Regions from separate parts of the Mus musculus genome. Here region 2 is linked to region 1. Evidence: chromatin contacts called from public HiChIP or PLAC-seq data. All regions are on one chromosome and are shown on one strand. Each heading gives the region's core, a stretch centred on a gene start, on an enhancer-like site or on the middle of the called end of the contact. The rest is flanking DNA. Distances are from core to core; before and after follow the strand shown.

Region 1 (7,827 bases), core at 2,257-4,756:
GCTCTCAGGACTAGTGCAGAAGTATTCAGTGGATGGTATAATGAAAGTAAAGGTTTTAGCACTTCGGATTCAGAAAGACTTGGCTTTGAATATTTCCCTGCCAGTTGGAAACCACCATGTGTGCTGTAGCGGGTTTCTCCAGTCTCCTGCTCCCTAAAGTTAAATGATAACACTCCCTCGGGAGGGAACTGAGAAATGTCAAGCACGGTGTCCAACAGAGAACAGCAATCTTGGCATGAGGATTCCCCTACTCCATCGCACATGAGAATCAGATGCCAAAGAAAATATTGCTCAGCATCACCCAGTAGGGCCACTGGTGGTAGCTATGGAAACCTGTCCATGGACCTGCAGCTACACAAAAAGCACTACATACAGGTTCTCTTATCCCAGGGAAAGAAATATCTGGAGAGAAGTCACAATTGTGGCCACCCAGCAAGCAGAGCCTTCCTCAGCAATGGCCTTGCATGCTTTTCTCCATCATTTAGAATTTGGCCTCTCCCTCAGACCTGCCTATGCATGGGGATCCAAAGAGGACTTTAAAGTGCAGATCCTTAGGCCCTGCACCAGACATATGAAAACGAACTCTTCAGAGGTGGGAAAGGTATTTATGAAATATCTCCCAGAGTGAGGCTGATGCTTGCTTATGATACCAGAGCTTGTTAGACTCAAAGTCTGGGCCCTGGCTGAGTAGCATGCTATACATTCTCGACACAACAATTAAAGAGACAACAGAAAACGGAGATTTATTCAATAGAGCAGCACTGGGAAGCAACTCAGTGGCACCCTCCTCCCCCACACATACACAAGACCATCTTCAGGCTCTGGACCAGAATGTTAGGTTGAATAGAAGGCAAGAGGGGCCCATAACTAAAGAGTTCTGCTCAAGCTATCTATGGTCCTGCCTATGACTGATCTATCCATCTCAGCTCCAGGTCTGACGAGTCCTCAGCACTGCATGGATCTTTTTTTCTCTTTCCACTGGGGAAAATCCTAATGTCTTGGGGTCCATTGTCTCATCAGTCTAATAGTCAAAGGGATGGGTACAAGTGTCTGTCTTTAGGATATCGTCACTCATGTCAGGACACTTATACTCATAACTACTGGCCTGCATCTCTTTCTTGACCATCAACAACATCCTGTGTGGGAAAGTGGCACAGACTACTGTCAGGGCTTCTGAAGGGGCATCTGAGACCACCAGTGTTGGTAGCATCTGAGAGCTTGCTAGAAATACAGATCTCTCTCTCCCCTGAGGGTCACTGCATGGGATCCCATAGGCAAGGGTAACTGCAGGTCACTGCTTTGAAACCCCAGAGACAGGGCTGCTTCTTGTCTACTAAATCAGAAGACCAGAGGCAGGCTGGAGCAAAATCTTCTAATATGTCTGGTAGATGACTCTGATGCACTCTGAAGTTAGAGGTCACTGTTGTATACTTGCACAGGGAGGGCCTCCAGCAATGCACTGGGAATCTGCGAGAGTCTGATGGAGAAATTCTGCCAAGCACCAGAAGGAAGATGAGACCAGCAAAGGACTAGGGACTGACAGGAAACAAGAGAGAAAAGCTAGTATGAAAAGCCTACGAGATAACACATTCTCCTAGCTTTAGCCCCGAGGGGCAGAGACAGATTCCAGAGACTTGCTGGCCAGTGAACCTAGCCGAAAAGACAATTGCCAGCTTCAGTGAGAGACCCCTGCTTTCACCCATACCTACACGGTCAAGCACATCTGCACACATGTGCACAAACACATGCAAATAAGGGGCGTTGCACTCTTAGTGGAATACGGGTTGGTTGGTTTGTTTCGTTTGCCTCTTGGTGTAAGGAGATGGTGAAAAATAACACCTCATTTCTCCATGAAGAGCCAGTGCCTCCAGTGAAGAAACCAGGATCGCTGTGGGCTAGTTGCTGGGTGTGGTATTTATCAAATGATTTGTCCTCTCAAACATCTCGGTTTCCTGAGGTGCAGATAATGTAGGTCCTGAACTGACACATCTCTAAGTGTTCCTCTGGCTGTGGCCTTCTGTCCTCCAAGAACTGGGATTCATGTTGACTTCTGAATTGAGACCTAAGTAACAGTTTTGATGCTGTTGTTGTTGTTGGTGGTGGTGGTGGTGGGTTTTTTGTTTGTTTGTTTGTTTGTTGTTTTTTGTTTTTTTTTTTCTGAGAGGCTCTATCAGAAAACCTGAAGTGGAGGGGTTGGCAGTGGACCTGAGGTAAACAACTTCCTTCCTGGGGAGTTGTTGCATCCTGATGCTGTGCAGAGGGAAATTCCAGGCCATCTGGATATGAGAGAATTGCAATCGTCTACCCATATTACAGGAGCCGGCCTTCCGGTGATAGCCTTATGTCACTGGATAACTCATTAAGCCCTGAAAATCTCCTGGGGCATCAGGGATTGTGGTAGGGTGGGGGTGCTTTTCAATGCATACTCAGCCTCTTTTTCTGCTTCTCCACAGGAGGTCACCAGCGGCTAGTCAGGCTCCAGTCTCCAGAGTCAGCCTGCAAGGTAGGCCTCCTCCAGAGATCCATCTCTACATTCTGAAGCAATTATTCGAGACTGTTATTAGAATAACAGCGTTTATATGCACACTGTAACCCTCAGAAGCAAGTCACTTGGTGACCTTTTTTCAACAGTGTCCCATCACCCCAAGTGAAGCCCAACTAAAAATACTTAGAAACAAAGTGCCCACTGTGTGCCTAGGGCTTCACAATTAAATGTGTGGTCCTGCCGCATCCAGAAGAGGAGGCAGCTGTATGTATGTCAAGAGTGCAACTTGACCTTAGCTTGCTGAACCCCCAGTGAACTCCTGGAGTGCTAACCTCAAACATTCCCCCACAGGGTGTCCACATTAGCCCAAGGTCCCCAAGGCACATTAAAGGGTTTCCTCTTAGCATCAGCTCTAGCTACAAGTTGCTCCGCATCCTAGCCAGGTGTGAAACCAAAGGTTCTTTCTAGCTCACAAAGAGTTTCTCTTGGATGTCATCCAGCTTCATTCCTCTCATCTTTCAGTTACGAGCATCTGCTCTTCCTGTGTATCGAAGTCCATTGAGAAGGAGGGCCACCTTGGAGGAACACCAGAGAGATATGTCCAACATGTATTTGTCACATACAACCACTTAGGTGACTTTGATGAGGTCCATGAATTCCTCTCCCTTGACCCTGTCCCATTCTTATAGCAGGGGACGAAGATACACTCGGCATGGCCCTCTGATATCTAACAGTGCTAGTCCGGGTACTTCCTCCTCAGATGTTGTGTTCTGTTAGTATGACGGCCATAAGGATCTCAGAAGTGTCATAAATTACTAACCTCTGAACGAAGGGAACAAAGGCAGTGCATTCCATTTCCTCATCGGCTTCTGAAGCACTTACAGAATATGCTTTTAAAACTTTTAGAAGGAAAAAGATGTAGGAAAAAAGTGAAAGAAAGACATGAGGCAAGGTGGAGTCCTGTGATATGAGCTAGAAAGAAGGAAACAGTGTTCTGCCCACAGACTTCAAAACCTCGGCATGCTGATGGGCCACTTCCGTTAGGTATAAAAAGAAACAGAGTAGCGTCTTAGTGTGTAGCTGTGCTAGACGCTGAGGAGATCAAAGGAGCTGTTTTGAACCGCCTGTTGTTTCATCTTATTGGCCTGCCCACGTGGTGGCTTTGTTTGCAATTCTACCAACATGTTTCTGATACCAATTTGAATATTTAGAATACATTTCCTGTTTCTTGTAATAAATATGAGCATATACCAGGAGGGTGTATGGCACTTAGGGTTCTATAAACTAACTCATTAGCAAAAACACTGAAAGATGTTTTATGATTATTGGCACATTGACTACAGCTTGGCATCGGGAGCTTTCTTAAGTGCCTTTGAAACAATGGAGCTAAGATGTAAGGATGCCCCTTAAGGCAATTTGTTTTTGTCGGTCTTTGTGGCAAACTACAACAATCCTCGGTTTTCTCTGGAAAGAGACTGTGGTGGTACTAATTATTACGTAATTACTGGTTTCGGAATCTTCTCAACGGTAAACCACAGGCAGAAGAGGACAGAGGAGACACACATCCCGTGTTTTGTTCTTATTATCAGCTGAAATAAGTCGGGCAGATTTTTCCTGTTATTTTAATATTTATCAGCATATGACAAAGAGGCATGTTTAAATAGAAACTTTAAAGGGGAATGAAAAACACACGGCTTTGAGTGAGCAGCATGGAGCACTGGAGCACTGCTTTAGAACATAAGGTTTTTTATTGAAAATTTATGAAAGAAAATCAGGTGTGCATTTAGAAGTACTTAATTTGAACTTGTACATTTTGATAGAAATAGAAGGTTTAACAAGTACAGGACGCTGGCTGGAAAAACAGCTCAGAGTTTAAGAGGACACTGTCTGCTCTTCCAGAGGTTCTGAGTTCAATTCCCATCAACCACATGGTAGCTCACAACCCTCTGTAACAGGATCTGGTGCCCTCTTCTGGCCTGCAGGCATACATGCAGGCAGAATGCTGTATACATAATAAATAAATAAATCTAAAGAGGAAAAAACGTACAAGATAATAGTTTGAACATATTCAACAATGGAAGCAAACAGGAGAAGCCAGATGGCAAAAGATGGCTCCCTGCAGCATCTTCCTCTCCTTGTTCCCCACCCCCTTGTTCTCCTCTCTCCCTCCTCTTCTCCTCCCATACTTTTCTCCCTCCTACTTTTTCTTCTCTTCACGCTCCTTCTCTTCCTCTTCTACTCCTTCTTCTTCTGCTGCTTCTTCATTCATGTAAATGAAATGTGATTCTTCAATTCCAATGAATTCTTCCAATCTGGTTGAAGTTTCTAAACTTACCTCGAGTCACTGGGTGATGAAATCTCTCAATCAGAGTCAGCTCTTCTCTCTGCTGGACCAGATTCTCAGCTTTTGGGGAGCAATAGGAAAGTCTTGTCTTTGAAATGACAACTTGTGTTTTTAGCATGATTGTTCCTATTTTGTCGAGAACTTAATTCTGGGGTACACAATGGTTCCCCAGTGGTGTGTCTGTCCCACTGGATCCTGGGTTCCTGGGGGTGAGACCACATCTTTCTCATCTCTTTGTCTTTATAGTATGGTAAATTATGTCTACACGGCCGGAACAGAGTCAATGCCAAACTGGCCAGGACTACGTAAAGGTTGGACTGTATTTGAAAGAATGTGCTCATAAAGATAAAATATAATAATAAGCCAGTTTCTGCGTCTGAAGGAAGTGTTTACTTCTGCGCTTCTGTTTCTTTCTTCAGAGTTTTTATCACTTACTCTACTGAAATTAGAAGGTGTTGGGGCCTTACGTATGCCAATGTGTTCATGCAGTTTTGAATAAGAAAGGATGAAACCTAAGAAGGTGACATTTTGCTGACAAAGTAGGGAAGCCACCATTCAAAGATGGAGGACTAAATGGGCAGAGAGCAGCTCCAAAGCCTGAGTGCGAAGATTTGGGAGGTCACAGTGAAGCCTCGTGAGGGCAGTAAAAATCCTAGGTTATGAGCCGCTCCACTTGGAGACCAGCATCACTTTCTTTTGAATTAGTAAAGTCTTGGGGTTTTATTTTCTGTGTAGGAGTGAAAAAGAAAGGAAAATAATATAATAAAAAGAAAATTAAGTCTAAAACAAGGCAGGAACTTGAATTCTTTCACCTGGACATATTCAACATGGAAGACTGAAAACTCAAGATTTCCCAAAGGAAAAACCAAATCAAATAATTGAAACAAATCAACTTGTATACATATGTGCGGTTATGTAACCACTGCCAGGCTTTCCCCATACCCTTATTCCTGTGCTCGGGCATATATCTCATTTACGCTTTTTTTGACTATGTCATGAGAGAACCTACTAAGAAAATAAATCGCTAGGTGATCACTGCGTTTGCAGAAGGAATTTTTTTTCCTACACAAAAAGATTAGAAACATATTTTTTTTTAGAAACTCTCACCTCTGAGTCTCATAAATGACTTAATTTACAACAATATATACATCAAGTATAGAATTTTGTGGCAGCCAGAATAACGTGTGGAGTAGGGTATTCTATCATACTATTTCATCTAAAATTTACTAAGAGCCATTGGTGCAAATCATGACTATCACCACTTGTAATAGAGCTGTTTTTAAAGTAACCCAGAAGTTCATGGATCATCCAAAATGGCAGCCAACCATGTCGATGAGATATCTGAAGAGCTGCCCGGAGATCTCCAAGCCAGACTACCGCAGACTACAGCTTGGGTGTCTGTAGCATTAACTGTAGTGATTTCCAACATGAGTCAATTAAAATATATTTCAAGGAAAGAATGTATTTGGAGAAATAGGATGAGGAAGCAGAAGTCTTCCAGTAAAGCACAAAATGTGCTGACCTATCTCAACAGCAGCCTTAATTAAGGTTTTTCCCAAGCTCCAGGGAGGCCATGTCTTCTAGCATCACTTCAGGGCCACTCTGGAAGGAATGATGATACAACTGATGAAGAGTAGAAGAGACCTCCTTTCAGGAAGCCTGTTTCTCCACATGACTCCTCACTCATCTTCACTTAGCTTTGACTATTTCTGAGATTCAAGTAGATGTGCCAGATGCACATTTTGCTCAAGAAATAGAACAGGGGCTCAGTACATGGTCTCTGACCCTGAACAGCTCAGAAAAGTCAAGGCTTTGCTAGAACTGCCAGGCCTGGGATGTGAGCGGGACGGCTGTATATGGGCAGAGGTCTCTCTGAGGACCATGGCTCAGGCTTGAAAACTGATCCGTGGCAGATGACTGGAGAGGGAGGCCAGCACAAGCTGAACCTTTACTTCGTTTCTGCATTAAGCAAGAACAGTCAGGCAGGATTACAACACACGGGCAAACAGAAATAAGATCAACCATCTTATCAAAGACCCTGGCCACTCAGGACAAAGGAGGTCCCGAAGGAAATTACAAAAAAGAAAAGGGGAAAAATAAAAATAGCAGACATTTTCTTCAGTGTTCGGTATGATGTGTGTAACCTGGAATTCTGGGACAATCGGCTCAGTTACACCCATATATAAAGAGCCTTTATATACAAATAGAAGTCATAAAATAGAACTATACCAGAAAAGCTGGGAAATTCTCAAGATAGTGCCCCAAATGGTTTGAAAGAGCCTGTTTTGTCTAAAATAGCCATCCTATAAACATTTACCCCAGAACATGGACGCTGAACTGCCTGCAATGATTTGCAATGATTTCATATATGTCTAAATTTAAGGATGGCTAACTGCAAAATCATTAGTAAGGCAGCTAAAGTGAGAATGGTAAAAACTGTTCCCTTGAGCAAACACAGCTAAAAATAAGGTCTTGCTTATTAGTGGCCACGTTCCCTTGTTCAGAATTAATTTCTTCATTTAGCAGGAAAAGTTTTTTTTCCTCATATTAATCAGGACCTGGGGGACCAGCAGCATCTAGTCCCTTAGCATTTGCAGAAAGAGCCAAGTCCGTTCCTCACAGACTCCACATCGTGTTTTCGCGCTGCTGAGAGACACTGTCCACCCCCTCCCCCTGAAAGCTGGAATCATGCATGTTAGTAAGTATTTCAGTTATGCCATTGACGTCAATGGAGTCATTAAATAGATTGCTGGCCCTCCCAGAGGCAAATCACTGCCAGGGACCTAGATACAGACACTTTTTTTTTTTTTTTTCAAAGACAGCCATCAGGTTTTGCTATGAGAGAGAACGAAAAGTTTACACTGTAGCCGACTGTCTCCAAACAGTTTCTTTTTGCCCTTTGCATTTTGTTCCGGCCTTTCTTTCTCTTTGGTTACAGTAGACTCCAAAAGACACCCAGATATTATTGCCTAAATGTTTTGTGCACAAATGGATCTCC
Region 2 (7,827 bases), core at 3,323-5,822, 190 kb after region 1:
GTAGTGTATGGCTTTGGGGAGGACTACTAGCAACCCATGCAGGATACCTCTGATCAAACTCATTATTATTTGTTATTATTATTATTATTATTATTAGTAGTAGTAGTAGTAGTAGTAGTATGTCTTGAAAGACTTACAATAAGATTTCCATAAGGCTTCTTTATAACTCCTCTATTACCACTTCCCGTTCCTTCCCACTCTCCTGTTACTCCTAATCCCATATAAACCCTCCCCCCCCCGTATTTGCCTCTCTACTTTCATATCATATGTGTTCTACTAGTCCCTTCCCTTAGATCATCTTTTCTTCCTATCCCATTTTAGTGACCCCTTCTATTTTCCAGGTCCTTATAGGTACTCAAAGTTAAACATACTGCTATAAAATTCCAAAGCTAGTATCCACATACGAGGGAGAACACGCAGTTTGTCCTTTATAAGAGGGTCTGGGTTACCTCAGTAACTTCTTTCCAGTTTTATTCATTTTCTTTTCTGTCTTGATTTTTAACAGAGTAAAATTTCATTGTGCACGTGCACCACATTTCCATTATCTAGTCTTCAGCTACTGGTTATCTAGGTTGGTTCCTCTTCCTGGATGTTATGAGTAGAGCAGCAAGGATCATGGATGTGTACATATATCTGTAAAAGAGTGCAGACTCTTTGGGGTGTGTGCTATTGTTGAATCTTGTGGCAATTTGGTTCTTAGCCTTGATAACCCCCACACTGATTCTCTTAGTAGCTACTCCAGTTTCTACTTCCAGTAATAGTGAATAAGTGTCCCTGTTTCCCCACATCTTCACCAACATTAGCTGTCATTAATTGTCTTGACAGCACCCATTCTGACTGGGGTAAGATAGAATTTCAGAGTAGTTTTAATTTGCATTTCCCTGATGACTAAGGATTTTGAACACTAAAAAAAATATTTATTACATACTTGTCTTTCTTATTTTAAGAACTCTATCCAATGCCCCTAGCCCAGTTTTAAGTGTTAGACTTAATAAGAGAAATTTGATCACTGAAGAAGCAAAACAAGTTCATTTACATCCAAAAGAAATTAATTCATTATAGATATTTACATATAATAGATTTTGATCTTCAGTAATTAAATATTAGTGTAAACATTAAAAACACTTAAACTAACATGTGAAGAGGAAAACTAAGCCATAATCATGATTTTATTTTTAATTCATTCTTAGCCTCAAGGAGTTGAAATTCATTATGACATTATGATTGGGTAATAACTATATAATCATATTTCAAAGCACTGTGTAGCTGGCCTCATCAGTGGCCCAATGATCTAATCACATTGAAAAATTAGGATGATAAAAGCAATGTGGGAGGGACTGGCCTAGGGGTCAGGCTGGGTACCAATTCCCTTAGCATGGAGGTGGCCTGACTCAGTCACACAAGTCTAGCCCACTTTTATAATTAAGTTATTTGTTTTCTTCTTGCTCAGTCCTGTTGGTGGTGGTAGTTTGTTTTGTTCTGTTTTAGTTTTTTGTATGCTCTGGATGTTGATTCTCTGTCAGATATAGAGCTAGCAAAGATTTTCTCCCATCCTGTAGGCTAAATAACATGGTTCGTTGTTTGCTTTCTGCTCTGCTTGAGACAGGATCTGGCTAGGTATCCCAGGCTACCTTCAACCTCCTCTTCCCTCAGGCTCCAGAACAGAAGCTATAGACTACCTAGTGAATCTAGTTTTCATAGAGCTTCTTTTATTTGCTAAATAAACACACTTTAATTTTATCAGTATTTATTTCTGGAAAGGTTGTATAATTTTATTTCTTTCTTGTCTGTGTCCTATTTATAAATATTTCTACAATTAGCATGAAAAAATTAAAAAGTAACCAAAAGCTTCAGATTCTAACAAATGCTGGTGTGATCTCTATGGGTTCAAGTCCAGCCTAGTTTACACAGTGATTTCCAGCCCAGTTCAAGGCTGTAGAGAGATTAAAAAAAAAAAAAAAAAAAAAAAAAAAAAAAAAAAAAGACTTTTTCTAAAGATTTTCCATTCTTATTTTAAAAGGTTGGATCACAAATGTAACTGACTATTTTTTTTCTTTCCATTTTTTATTAGGTATTTAGCTCATTTACATTTCCAATGCTATACCAAAAGTCCCCCATACCCACCCACCCCCACTCCCCTACCCGCCCACTCCCCCTTTTTGGCCCTGGCGTTCCCCTGTTCTGGGGCATATAAAGTTTGTGTGTCCAATTGGCCTCTCTTTCCAGTGATGGCCGACTAGGCCATCTTTTGATACATATGCAGCTAGAGTCAAGAGCTCCGGGGTACTGGTTGGTTCATAATGTTGATCCACCTATAGGGTTGCAGATCCCTTTAGCTCCTTGGGTACTTTCTCTAGCTCCTCCATTGGGAGCCCTGTGATCCATCCATTAGCTGACTGTGGGCATCCACTTCTGTGTTTGCTAGGCCCCGGCATAGTCTCACAAGAGACAGCTACATCTGGGTCCTTTCGATAAAATCTTGCTAGTGTATGCAATGGTGTAAGCGTTTGGAAGCTGATTATGGGGTGGATCCCTGGATAAGGCAGTCTCTACATGGTCCATCCTTTCATCTCAGCTCCAAACTTTGTCTCTGTAACTCCTTCCAAGGGTGTTTTGTTCCCACTTCTAAGGAGGGGCATAGTGTCCACACTTCAGTCTTCATTTTTCTTGAGTTTCATGTGTTTAGGAAATTGTATCTTATATCTTGGGTATCCTAGGTTTTGGGCTAATATCCACTTATCAGTGAGTACATATTGTGTGAGTTCCTTTGTGAATGTGTTACCTCACTCAGGATGATGCCATAAAAGAACCTCTGGTGGAATCACCATGCCTGACCTAAAGCTTTACTACAGAGCAATTGTGGTAAAAACTGCATGGTACTGGTATAGAGACAGACAAGTAGACCAATGGAATAGAATTGAAGACCCAGAAATGAACCCACACACCTATGGTCACTTGATCTTCGACAAGGGAGCTAAAACCATCCAGTGGAAGAAAGACAGCATTTTCAACAATTAGTGCTGGCACATCTGGTTGTTATCATGTAGAAGAATGTGAATCGATCTATACTTATCTCCTTGTACTAAGGTCAAATCTAAATGGATCAAAGAACTTCACATAAAACCAGAGACACTGAAACTTATAGAGGAGAAAGTGGGGGAAAGCCTTGAAGATATGGGCACAGGGGAAAAATTCCTGAACAGAACAGCAATGGCTTGTGCTGTAAGATCGAGAATTGACAAATGGGACCTAATGAAACTCCAAAGTTTCTGCAAGGCAAAAGACACCGTCAATAAGACAAAGAGACCACCAACAGATTGGGAAAGGATCTTTACCTATCCTAAATCAGATAGGGGACTAATATCCAACATATATAAAGAACTCAAGAAGGTGAACTTCAGAAAATCAAATAACCCCATTAAAAAATGGGGCTCAGAACTGAACAAAGAGTAACTGACTATTTTATGAGTTAGAACCAATTGTGCATACATTTCAAGTCACGTTCATCAGGAAAAGGGTAACTTTTTATTGCAAAATAATAGAAATATAGAAGGAGATTAGCTTTCAGGTAATGTGGAAGAGTACAAATTCCATCTTTGGTATCCAGGTTTTTAAAAAGCAGTATAAGAAATATTAGGGTATTCTAGAAAGAAAAGGGAGAAAGCGCTGTGGAAACTCGTGAGGGGGACAAGAGACTGTTGGAAAAATGAACAATATGGCTGAGCACAGTTTCTACTGCTCAGCTCCGTGTGCAAGGAGGGCAAGCGAAAAGCCCCATCCAAAACAGATCCCCTGGCCCTGGAGAGACATCAATCTTACTCTTAGGACAAACCTCAAATCTACTCGCAGGTTTTCTTGAGACAGTGTCCCTCCAGCAGACGGACCAACAGTGCTGAGCAACCTCATTTTGTCACTATGATTTGGAGAGTAGTGGCTGGGCACTGTCGAGAGAGGGGTCCTTTTTAAGACTCAGCCACCTTGAGGGCTTATGGATAAAGAATAACCAGTCTGGTAGCCTGACTTTAACATGCTCGCTCCCCCAGGGCGAGGTGGCCATGACAGGCAGCTTTGGAGGGGATAGGGCATGCTGGGACAATGATCAGCTGGAAAGTGTAGATTGCAGGAGGCTTGCTTCATGTGTGATGAGCAAAGCCCCACTCTCAGTGGTTGGGAACAGATCTCATCAACTGAAGTTTGACATCAGTGGGTAGCCCAACCTGTAGAGCCCCCTATCTGCCACTCAATGTTATAGCCTAACACATGCTCCCAGCAGGTTGATTAACACATAGATGTTGAAAGTACAAAGACAAAATTTCCACCTCTATAGATCTTAGGGGTTTACTTCCCACACACCCCCATGGACTTGAGAAACCCCCCAGCTACAGCATTTGCCACACCAGGGGCTATTAGGAGCCGCCGACTCTTAGCAGAAATCCGCTATCATCTCTACAGCCATCTCGGGCTATTTACTTACAGGTGGAAATTTTCCACCCTAACAAGAGACTTGTTTTCCTAGCATGATGTTTTTGCAAGAAGCCTACCACAACTGAACACACTCTGATAACATCTTGTTTTTCTCCTATACATCCTGGACTTGTGGTTAAGTGTCTCCAGCTGCATACCCCAGTGAGTACATATATACCCATAGCTGCCTTTCAATAAATGATACTTGAGCCTTGAGCCTTGAACCTTGAGCAGATAGCCTGTGTTGTCTCCATTCTTCGCGTCTCTTGCCCCTACGTCCCCACTCTCTCTTTTGCAGACCCGGTTGGCTGACCCATGGACCAGATCAAGGGGCTCCATCTTGGGAGTCCCAAGAGGGTGAGAAAACCCACAGAGATCATAAACGGCAATGATAAGGGTGACTAACAAAGGCCCTAGGTACATAAAGATGTGACAACAGTTGTGATGGACATTCAACATTTGTCCAATACAAGCCAAACACCAACATAAATCATAGGACCGACAAAGGCCCTTCAGGTTAGCAGACCCTTCCTCCCAATGCATATAACTGACAGATTCCAAGGATTAAGAACCCAGAAAGAAGCTGATCCAACACTTCATATCTCTCTCTCTCTCTCTCTCTCTCTCTCTCTCTCTCTCTCTCTCTCTTCCTGTGTGTGTGTGTTGTGTGTTTGCATGTATCTGTGTGTATATGCACATGTACATGAAACCTATAGGTATATGTGTAATTGTGTGTGTGTGTGATAAGACAAGAAGTCAATTCTCATCACTAAATGAAAAATATACCTATGTAAAGAAATGGAATATATCATACTAGAGAGAGGAGACGATTATGAAGTTGGTTTACATGATAGGGATTGCATAGTCCCCCAACGGCTGCCTACAAATGAAACATCCAACCACTCAGTAGCTATTGAATCCAAGAAACTGGATTCCCTCAGAAGTCTCAATGTGCACTGAAGGCCTGGGGTTTACTTGGGAGCCATTGACATTGGAGCCACATTGAAAGGCCATGGAAGCTGGCATGAAGCTGGAGTTAGGTGTCTAAGGAAAATGGCAAACAGCAATGGGGATATTTGCTTGGAAAATAAAAGGGACTTCCTTCATCGTGAGGCCTTTCTTCCCCAACTTCTTTCTCTCCTGCCTGCGGATCTGTTGGATTATACTACCCATATTTATAGCAGATGTTTCATATGCCAATCTTTTCTGGGAAATCCTCAACATACACAGCAGAGGTGTTTTTAACCTGTCCTAGACATCTATAACTCCAGTCAAGTTGACACCACAACCAGCCAACCATAATGCTAAGTGACCATGGCTACATCTCTAAAACTGAGCCTCAGATTCTTCCCTGTAAAATAAACATGCTTAGTGATGTTATTGTGGGAATTAAATGTATTTATGTCAATAATTGTAAGATACATCTATATACTTCATAACTTCAATATCAAACTTGCCCCCATTTAAACTCTAATATTAAAACTTGAAGTGGATATTTAACATTTGATAAGTGACTTAAGTTTTTCATTCTTTATATTATTTTTTTTCTTTTTTTTTTATTAGGTATTTAGCTCATTTACATTTCCAATGCTATACCAAAAGTCCCCCATATCCACCCACCCCCACTCCCCTGCCCACCCACTCCCCCTTTTTGGCCCTGGTGTTCCCTGTACTGGGGCGTATAAAGTTTGCAAGTCCAATGGGCCTCTCTTTCCAGTGATGGCCGACTAGGCCATCTTTTGATATATATGCAGCTAGAGTCAAGAGCTCCGGGGTACTGGTTAGTTCATAATGTTGTTCCACCTATAGGGTTGCAGATCCCTTTAGTTCCTTGGCTACTTTCTCTAGCTCCTCCATTGGGAGCCCTATGATCCATCCATTAGCTGACTATGAGCATCCACTTCTGTGTTTGCTAGGCCCCGGCATAGTCTCACAAGAGACAGCTACATCTGGGTCCTTTCAATAAAATCTTGCTAGTGTATGCAATGGTGTCAGCGTTTGGATGCTGATTATGGGGTGGATCCCTGGATATGGCAGTCTCTACATGGTCCATCCTTTCATCTCAGCTCCAAACTTTGTCTCTGTGACTCCTTCCATGGGTGTTTTGTTCCCAAATCTAAGGAGGGGCATAGTGTCCACACTTCAGGCTTCATTCTTCTTGAGTTTCATGTGTTTAGCAAATTATATCTTATATCTTGGGTATCCTAGGTTTGGGGCTAATATCCACTTATCAGTGAGTACATATTGTGTGAGTTTCTTTGTGAATGTGTTACCTCACTCAGGATAATGCCCTCCAGGTCCATCCATTTGGCTAGGAATTTCATAAATTCATTCTTTTTAATAGCTGAGTAGTACTCCATTGTGTAGATGTACCACATTTTCTGTATCCATTCTTCTGTTGAGGGGCATCTAGGTTCTTTCCAGCTTCTGGCTATTATAAATAAGGCTGCTATGAACATAGTGGAGCATGTGTCCTTCTTACCAGTTGGGGCATCTTCTGGATATATGCCCAGGAGAGGTATTGCTGGATCCTCCGGTAGTACTATGTCCAGTTTTCTGAGGAACCGCCAGACTGATTTCCAGAGTGGTTGTACAAGCCTGCACTCCCACCAACAATGGAGGAGTGTTCCTCTTTCTCCACATCCACGCCAGCATCTGCTATCACCTGAATTTTTGATCTTAGCCATTCTGACTGGTGTGAGGTGGAATCTCAGGGTTGTTTTGATTTGCATTTCCCTAATGATTAAGGATGTTGAACATTTTTTCAGGTGCTTCTCTGCCATTCGGTATTCCTCAGGTGAGAATTCTTTGTTCAGTTCTGAGCCCCATTTTTTAATGGGGTTATTTGATTTTCTGAAGTCCACCTTCTTGAGTTCTTTATATATGTTGGATATTAGTCCCCTATCTGATTTAGGATAGGTAAAGATCCTTTCCCAATCTGTTGGTGGTCTTTTTGTCTTATTGACGGTGTCTTTTGCCTTGCAGAAACTTTGGAGTTTCATTAGGTCCCATTTGTCAATTCTCGATCTTACAGCACAAGCCATTGCTGTTCTGTTCAGGAATTTTTCCCCTGTGCCCATATCTTCAAGGCTTTTCCCCACTTTCTCCTCTATAAGTTTCAGTGTCTCTGGTTTTATGTGAAGTTCCTTGATCCACTTAGATTTGACCTTAGTACAAGGAGATAAGTATGGATCGATTCGCATTCTTCTACACGATAACAACCAGTTGTGCCAGCACCAATTGTTGAAAATGCTGTCTTTCTTCCACTGGATGGTTTTAGCTCCCTTGTCGAAGATCAAGTGACCATAGGTGTGTGGGTTCATTTTGGGTCTTCAATTCTATTCCATTGGTCTACTTGTCTGT

Evidence for each region. HiChIP or PLAC-seq counts read pairs in DNA pulled down with a chosen protein or histone mark.
Region 2: an H3K27ac HiChIP or PLAC-seq map of T-cell acute lymphoblastic leukemia shows a contact between it and region 1, with 3 times the contacts expected there. The contact joins two enhancer-like sites. A contact is called at or near these places in 2 of 15 datasets of contacts at CTCF or cohesin (large pre-B cells and pro-B cells), 2 of 484 Hi-C or Micro-C datasets (bone marrow-derived macrophages and group 2 innate lymphoid cells) and 3 of 115 datasets of contacts at active chromatin or transcription factors (T-cell acute lymphoblastic leukemia, a beta-TC-6 cell line and large pre-B cells).

The regions. Positions count from the first base shown.
Region 1 is chr4:102,503,540-102,511,366 of GRCm38.p6, forward strand. Pde4b (phosphodiesterase 4B, cAMP specific) reads left to right here. Exons shown (of 15, transcript NM_019840.2): 5 at 2,454-2,503. Gm52668 (a long non-coding RNA gene) reads right to left here. Exons shown (of 3, transcript XR_003955083.1): 3 at 4,670-6,788. Among named protein-coding and RNA genes, the nearest start is that of Gm52668, 8.0 kb to the right of the region's middle. Within about 2 kb of position 3,507, at least 124 of the 459 cell types and tissues checked have an H3K27ac peak or open chromatin away from gene starts, as enhancers often do. A contact at or near this core is called in T-cell acute lymphoblastic leukemia, where this site is marked.
Region 2 is chr4:102,693,624-102,701,450 of GRCm38.p6, forward strand. No RefSeq gene overlaps it. Among named protein-coding and RNA genes, the nearest start is that of Gm24869, 39 kb to the right of the region's middle. Within about 2 kb of position 4,573, at least 8 of the 459 cell types and tissues checked have an H3K27ac peak or open chromatin away from gene starts, as enhancers often do. A contact at or near this core is called in T-cell acute lymphoblastic leukemia, where this site is marked.